Linked DNA regions of Macaca mulatta: region 1 is linked to region 2. The links are chromatin contacts, called in public Hi-C maps. All regions are on one chromosome and are shown on one strand. The core of a region is the stretch at or near the end of the contact, and the rest is flanking DNA. Distances in the headings are between cores, read along the strand shown. Region 1 holds the start of AGO3 (argonaute RISC catalytic component 3). Region 2 holds the start of ADPRS (ADP-ribosylserine hydrolase).

Evidence for each region. A called contact is a pair of places that touch in the nucleus more often than the background predicts.
Region 1: a contact with region 2 is called in a Hi-C map of fetal cortex germinal zone, with 2.2 times the contacts expected there. The contact joins the promoter of AGO3 here to the promoter of ADPRS in region 2. A contact is called at or near these places in 2 of 14 Hi-C or Micro-C datasets (fetal cortex germinal zone and liver).

What each region holds. Positions count from the first base shown.
Region 1 is chr1:204,877,504-204,881,225 of T2T-MMU8v2.0, forward strand. It overlaps AGO3 (argonaute RISC catalytic component 3), which reads right to left and starts at 1,381. Exons shown (of 20, transcript XM_077963786.1): 1 at 899-1,381; 2 at 257-468. The coding sequence starts at 275.
Region 2 is chr1:204,720,510-204,724,412 of T2T-MMU8v2.0, forward strand. It overlaps ADPRS (ADP-ribosylserine hydrolase), which reads right to left and starts at 1,363. Exons shown (of 6, transcript XM_001110060.5): 1 at 1,136-1,363. The coding sequence starts at 1,346. TEKT2 (tektin 2) reads right to left here. Exons shown (of 10, transcript XM_077964011.1): 5 at 3,388-3,531; 6 at 3,190-3,304; 7 at 2,924-3,031; 8 at 2,652-2,795; 9 at 2,426-2,505; 10 at 1,960-2,261. The coding sequence ends at 2,048.

The DNA.
Region 1 (3,722 bases), core at 131-2,630, 160 kb after region 2:
GTAATACCGCTTAGATAACCCCAAACTTAAATCCTCCAAGCGTTTCCCCGGCTCGCAGTTTCGCCGACTCAGGGGCCCCCGGGGAACTGCGGCTGGGCTGCGCGGAGATCGCAGGGGAGCAGGGCGAGGGGCGGGAGACCAGGGGATGCCCGCCCGACGCTCACCTCGCGCACCTGGGCCGGCCGGGAGAAGCAGGGAGACTCAGAGGACAGTAGCTTGGTGACATCCCCTACCTGGCCCAGAGACTCTGACTCACCTGCGGAGCCGATTTCCATTCATGGAGCTGGGGGGAGTGCTTCGAGGGAGAACGGAGCCCGCCACTGGGGGCAAGGAGGCGGCCCGGGGGGCGACGCCGCGCGACGGACACTCTCACTCGGCCCCGAGGCGGGGGCGGCGACGGCTTCCCCTGAGCAACCGCACTCCGAAAGCTCTGGGCCGGAAGAGTCGCGGACGGAAAACGGCACGGGACTAGGCGAGAGGAAGGGGAGACGTGAGGCGCGGACACAGGGGAGTCCCGTCCGGAAGTTGCATCGCCCGCGGCCGCCGACGCTCCCACCGCTCCTCCACGACTGCGGGCCACCGCCGCCGACCTGCCCGGGGCCGCCCCGGAAGCCCGCCGGCGTCAGTTCCGCTGCCTGGCTTGCCCGGCGTCCTCGCCTCGCCTCTGGGCCCCGAGCCGTGCCGGAGCGACGTCGGGGCGGGAGCGGCCGGCGCGGAGGACGCCGGGGAAGCGTCCGGGAGCCGGGCCACATGCGGCGGGCTCGGCCGTCCCCCGCGGGGCAGTGCTGGCTGGAGACAACCCGAAGGGGCAGGACTCCTCATGCCGCACGAGTGGGGGAGGTGCCTGTCTGCGGCGACGTCGCGGCTGGCGGCGGGGCTTACCTGAGGAGTAGCCTACCTGGAGCTGGCGGGTGAAGGACCCAAGCCTGCCGCGGAGGCCCCGAGCCGAGACCGCTGGGGTAGGGCAACCCTCCTTCCTGAGCCCCCGCCACGCCCAGTCCGAGCCGCCCCACGCGCCGCCTCCTCACAGGCGGTCAAGTGACCACCGCAATTGACCTAACTCCTAGACTGCTTTAACGACCATTTTTAGGATTAAAAAAAATGTATTATAGTTTGGAAAAGATGACTAACGAACAGGACACTACACAAACAGATCGAGTAATTTCCATGTTTAAAACTCTTTAATAGCGCCTCGTCACACTTCGAAAACCTAAACTCCTTTCCAGGGTGAAAACGCACGGCGTAAACGGTCCCCGCCTGTGCTACAGCTGTACTGCTCGGCTTCCAATTCCCCCCAACGGGCCAAGCGCTGCTTTTTTCTGACTTGGGGCTTCTCTGCTTTTGGTTCCCTTGGCCAGGAACCCTCTCCTCTCCACCCTCCCTTTACTCCCCACCCTGCAGTTTCTTTTTACGTCTCAACGGAAGACATCTGAGACGCCTTTTCCGGACCACCCATGGTGGGGCACCTGTTAGTCTACTACAGTATTGCCTTGGTAGCCCTTTGCCCAGTCTGTTATTTACTACTTGTGTGCCCCCCACCCCACTTGAATGTCAGGCAAATAGTAGGTCCCTAATAAATATTTGTTGCCCTAATGAAACATGATACTATTTTATTCAGGCTGAGGAATGATTCATAATTTCTCCCCATGTCCTTATGCTTCAGTAATACGGTTTAGTTTTTTTTTTTTTTTTTTTAATCAAAATAATTTTTTAAAGAGGAAAAGGAGAAAGAATATCCTATCTTCAGTTCCCCTCACTGTGGGACTTTGGATCAGTCACTTGATCTCTTTGGGCTTCAATTTTCTTATCTGAAAAATTGAGAGAACAGTATGTACCTTACACAGTTGTAAGGTTAGGGAATGTACATAAAGCACAGAGGAAACCCTCCCCAAATTTTAGTGAATAACAGAAGTATTTACCATTTTAAAGCACTTACCATATAATATTAAACACTTAATAAATGTATGGGACTCAAAACCACATCTGACTCCAATTCTGTCTTACTTTCGGCTTCCTTCACATCCCTACCCCCGTGGCTGAAAATACCCTCCCCAATTTTAAAATATCAAATTAAATGTCACCAGATGAAACACTGCATCTTAAAAGTCATTTTTAATCCTCGACTGTACACAATCCAAATCTTGGTAGCAGCATCTGACAGGGTAAATACCAACTCTTGTGCAAGGGTCTTTTATATCCTCAACCCCTCTGATTCTGGAACTGGTTTCCTAAACAAAGGCAGACTTCTTCAGCTTCTTCCAGAATAGACAATAGACATGGTGACAGTGATGAACCCTTGAGATCGGCTAGTCTTTTTCGACATTGACGGAGCAGAATTTACACCTTCTGATTCACTCCATCTCAATAAATGTCAATGATGCCTTTCTATCTACTTCTGCTATCCAGGAACCCACCTCTTTAGAGTGAACGCATGTGAAAGGCTCATGATTTGTAATATCAAGAAGTAGGAAGACAAAGAGGTTTGAAGGATTCTGCCAAAGGCAAAGCTGTATGAGGCTCTCTCCTGACTACATGTACACCCTATTTTTGGATAACTCATCCCCAACTGAGTCTGCTCTTAAGGGTACAGAGCAGGGTCATTGGGTATTACCTTAACTCCCATTGCCCCAGTACCTAGAACAGTGCCAGTGCCTGGCACATAGCAGCATTCAGTATATTTGTTGGATTGATGGATGGATAGATAGATGAATAAATAAATAAGCTTCAAGAATGGGGCTCAGCAAACAAGCTAAAACTCTGCCCTCATACCTGGTGACACTGGTTGTTGTGAGAAGAAAGAAATACAGAAATAGTACAAAATTTCAGGTGCAGAGAAATCAGTGCCCTCTGAAAGTTGAACCTCCTCAGGAGCCATCAAATACCCAGTGCAAAATTTCCTAAAATATGACACAAAAGTATAAACTAGAAAAGAAAAAAGCAACAAATGGAGCTTTAATAAATTCACAAAATTTTAAACTTTTGCTCTTCAAAATGAAAAGGCAAGCCACAGACTGGGAAAAATAGATGTAAAAGATATAACCAACAATGGACTTGTGTTTAAAATGAATAAAGAACTCTTAAAACTCAATAAAACTCAATTTTGAAACAGGTAAAAGAGGCTGGGCCCAGTGGCTTATGCCTGTAATTCCAGCACTTTGGAAGGCCGAGGCAGGAAGATAGCTTGAAGCTGAGAGAGGCCAGCCTGGGCAATAATAATGAGACCGAACTGCTACCAAAAAAAATTTTTTTTTTTTTAAATTAGCTGGGCATGGTAGTGTATGCCTGTAAGCCCAGCTACTCAGAAGGCTGAGGTGGGAGGACTGCTTGAGACCAGGAGGCAGAAACTGCAGTGAGCCGTGATCGTGCCACTGCACTCCAGCCTGGGTGACAGAGTGAAACACTGTCTCAAAAACAACAAATACAATGGGTAAAAGATGTGAACAACAAAGATATGGGGATAGTAAGTAAGCACATGAAAAGATGATCAATATCACTGGTCACTAAGGAAAGGCATAATCAGCTACCAAATACTCAGCGCATGCAGGAAAGACAGGGTGGCCAGCTGCCATTTTAAGCGCCAAGTTCCTGCCCAGTAAGTCAGGCTCAGGGACACACAGTGCACACTTCCCTCCCTGCTGCCACTATTATTCTACTCCACTTAGGACTTTCTACTCCTAGGCTTCTTGTGTGAGACAAGAAACATCACTGGATGAGGACAGCAA
Region 2 (3,903 bases), core at 113-2,612:
ACTCCTGGGCTTAAGCGAAGATCCTTCCACCTTAGTCTCTGGAGTAGCTGCATTACAGGTTGTGTGCCACCATGCCCAGATTGAAAATGATAGTTTCTGGATCCAGATACCCCCCTACTTCACTTATCTGTAGCACACCACCAGTGACCAGTGTCTTCATCTTGAAATTCTTTCCCTAGGTTTCACTGATAGGCACTCCTGCTCCTCATCCTATCAAACTGTTTCCTTCCCTAGCCCCCTTCCCTCCCTCTCTCCCTCTTAATTACCGGTGTTCTCCAGGGTTCTGACTATGGCCCTTTCTTCTCACTATGCTACCTGCTCTCCAGGAAGATTCACCTTCTCTGCTTGACCTCACACCTGCTACCTGAGCCGGGATCTGAGCGCACAAAGTTAGTCAGTTTTACAGGCGAGACAGCACATGCAAACTCCTGGCCTAGGGGAAAGCATGGTGTGAGGAACCGAAGAGCAGAAAGCAAGGCCAAGGTTGGTGGAAGACCAAACTGCAGACGTGCGGGAGGGCTGGACCACGTCGGACACGTTAAGGAATGTAGCTCTGAACTAAGGGTAACGGGAAATCACAGCAGGGTTTTAGGCGGGGGAGGAAGCGATTACAGTAAGGCTTCCAAAGCACGCCCAGCGGGGTGGAGAACGGGCTGGTGGTGTACTGACTCTAGAGAATCGGGAAAAACAGGTCAAGTCGGCAAGGGTGGACAGGCAGTCCCCGGCTTAGGATGGTACAACTTAAGTTTTTTTCGGCTTTCCGATAACGCTGATACGCATTCAATAGGCTCCTAGACGTCCGATAGGGCTGCGTACAGATAAAACAGTCGTCTAAGCTGAAAGCGCACTTTCCACTTCAGGTATTTTCAACTTACGATGGGTTTATCCACACCCTGCACGGTTGAGGCCCCGGTGCTGCCACGCCCCGAGCACGGGATGTTCGGGGCGAGACGTCTAAGGCCGGAGATCGCGCTAGCACTCGCTGAGCCCAAGCTGTCTGCGGGTCATCCGGCTCCGGCCCCGGTGCCCTCGACAGTCTCATCCCCACGCACCCCCGACCCGTCGCCCCCGGAGGCTCCGCGCCCCTTCGGTCTCCCACTAGCACGGCCTCTGACGTGCGCCCGGCCCCGCCCACCTGTCCGCTCACTCCCGGGCGTGCCGGGGTCCGGCTCCAGGCTCTGGACATGACGCAGGACTGACGTCAGCTCGACGGTGTCGTGGGCCTCGTAGAAGGAGCCCACGCAGTCCCCGAGCAGCGCGCCAGCCAGGCAGCCTCGGAAGCGTGAGAGAGAGCGGGCCGCGCCAGCCCCTCCGCCGCCAGCTACAGCCATAGCCGCCGCCGCCATCCGCGCGCAGGCCGCTCGCCACTTCCGGTGTCACCCTCGCAGCTTCCCTACTCCCGTTCCGCAGCACTCCCCGGGGCCTAGAGTCACCGCTCCGCCGCCCGGCCCACAGCGCCGCCCAGCGGCCCGGAGTCTCGGCGCCGCGCAGCTCCCGACAGTCTGTGCTTTGAGTCCCCGTTCTTCCCGCTCCTCACCACTGGGCTAACTGGATGGGAAGGCCGCTATGGGGTCCCTGGGGGATGGGCACTGAGCCGGACCACTGGATCACTTCAGGCCACTGCCTTCTGCAGGCGAGCACCCCTAACTCCGCACCCCCAGCCGGCCCTCTCCACCGAGGCCAGGACCACCCCCAAGCCCTCCCACCAGGCCCTTGCCCGCTGTGGGCCTTCCTTAAGCATCAAGAGGGCGGACCAGGGGCCAGCTGGGGCACAGCCAGGTAGAGGCCGCGCTGCTGGAGCCCAGGAGTGCTGGCCCAGCCCAGAGAGGGGTTCCTTGAGGGGAGGGGAAAGATTGGATTTGGTACATGGAGTGCGGGGGAATGGTGTTCCCCGTCTTTACTCCTCCATAGAACCCTCTCCCTGCTGGCTACATACAGTGGGGCAGAGAACAGCCGGCCTGAGATCCTCTGCATTTATTCCATTCATTCTCTCCTCTCCCCTTCCATTGCCCACCCAACCCTGCCCTCCTCCCGTAGTCCTCCAAGGCTAGGCCAGCTCCAGCTGGCAGCTTTTGAGTGGACTCAGGGTGCTATTTGTGGTACGTGTGAAGGTGTCCACCTCAGGCACGAACTTCTCAGCGGGCACGGTCAGCTTGCGCCGCGTGTCCATGCACTTGGTGTCCAGCAGCATGGAGTTGGCCTTGCAGGCAATGTCAGCCTGCAGCCGGGCCAGGTGCTTGTACAGGGCGTCCAGTGCGTCCCTAGGGAAGGGCATTGACAACCCCCAGCCCCCATGAGGCTAGGAGGCCTGGGCTGAGTGCACAGCCTTTAGTCAGGAAGACAGCCCCAGGGAGCCAGCAGGCAGCAAGAGGCCCCACTGCTGGGCATCGTCTCACTGCTCCTCCCACCCACTCCCCAGACCTACTGTGCTTGTGCCAGCTTCTGCTTCAGGGCAGCGATGGTTGCCTCTAGCTGGTGAACCTCGTCAGTGAGGCCATACTGTGCCTGGAGGCAGAGGGGTTGGGAGTTCCAAGTCAGCCACACTGTCCTTTACCTGAGTGCTGCCCCGTGACAGCAGTGCCCTTGCGCCATCAGGAATATGAGAAAACCTTGGCCAGGGGGCCCGTGCCCCCACTGGGACACCCTCTCACCTGGTCCCGGCAGAGTTCCACATTGGGCCGGTAGGTTCTGGCCTCTAGCCGGGTATGGGACAGCTTCAGGCTCAGGAACTTTGTGCGCAGATCCTCCTCCAGGTGCCGGATGTCCTCCTGCAGCTCAGCGATCTCCTCCAAGGTCTGCAGAGGACAGAGTGACTGGTTTCCACCTGCTGGACTCACCGTACACGCCTGATCCAGTGCCTCCTGGCGGGGGCATGTGGCTCCTCATCCCACAGCAGGAAATCCATGCCCTGGGAGACGCTCACATTCTTCTCTTGCCACTTGAGCTCACTGTACACTTTCTCCATCTCCCGCAGCCGCTTCCTGAAGGCAAATTCCGTTGCAACTCTCTGGGCTTCAAGCTCGTTGTTGGTCTGAAGGAGGAAACACCGGGCAAGGGAAGGGTCTATACTCACGGCTGCCTGAGGATATTACTCAAGCGAGGGGCAGGGGGCCACGTGCACAGCAGGGAACAGAAGATAAGGGCTGAGCACACACTGGGGCCATCCATTAGCTGTGGGTGGCCCGTCACCTCAGCAATAGTTAGAGCAATGGCCTCTCTCAGCTCTGTGGCTGCCTTCATCTCAGCCTCCCCTCGGTCCTTGTTGAACTGACTGAAGTCATCCCACTGCTGGAGTGTGGTGGAGCTGCAGGTGGCAGGGAAAATGGAGGTCATGAGGGTGTGGCCTGGGAGGGGAGGAGAAGAGACTGGCTGAAACACTCTTCTTACCCATCAGGGACACGTGTGGGGTCGACCTTCAGCGAGATGTTTGGGGATCTGAGGTTGAGAGAGAGACAGCCTCTGTCGATCTCCAGTGTCTCCATTTTGCCCCGATGGTCGGAGTTGAGCTGCTGTCGGACTTCCTGCAGGAGGCTGGGGAAAGCGCAGACTCCATCAGGACCATCCCCCAAGGCCCAGAGGCAGGCCTCACAGAATGAAGGGAACACTGCAGGAAGTGGAGGCTGGGATGACCCTTCCCAGCAGAAGACAATGGAGCTGCAACTGCGGAGACCAAGAGCAGCACAGCTGGATGAAAATGCTGCCACCATGCGCCTACACACCCGTGGGGCACACGGATGTAGCTGTGCTCACAAAGGCTCATACGCACACACTCACAGGAGCTACTCAGGGGTGGTGGCAAATGAGTGTCACCTCTCATGCTTCCAATCGGTGGTACTGGCTGTCCAGGGCAGGGTGGTGAGAAGTATTCCCAGCCCATGTCCAGGCAGTGGGAAAAGTGCTACA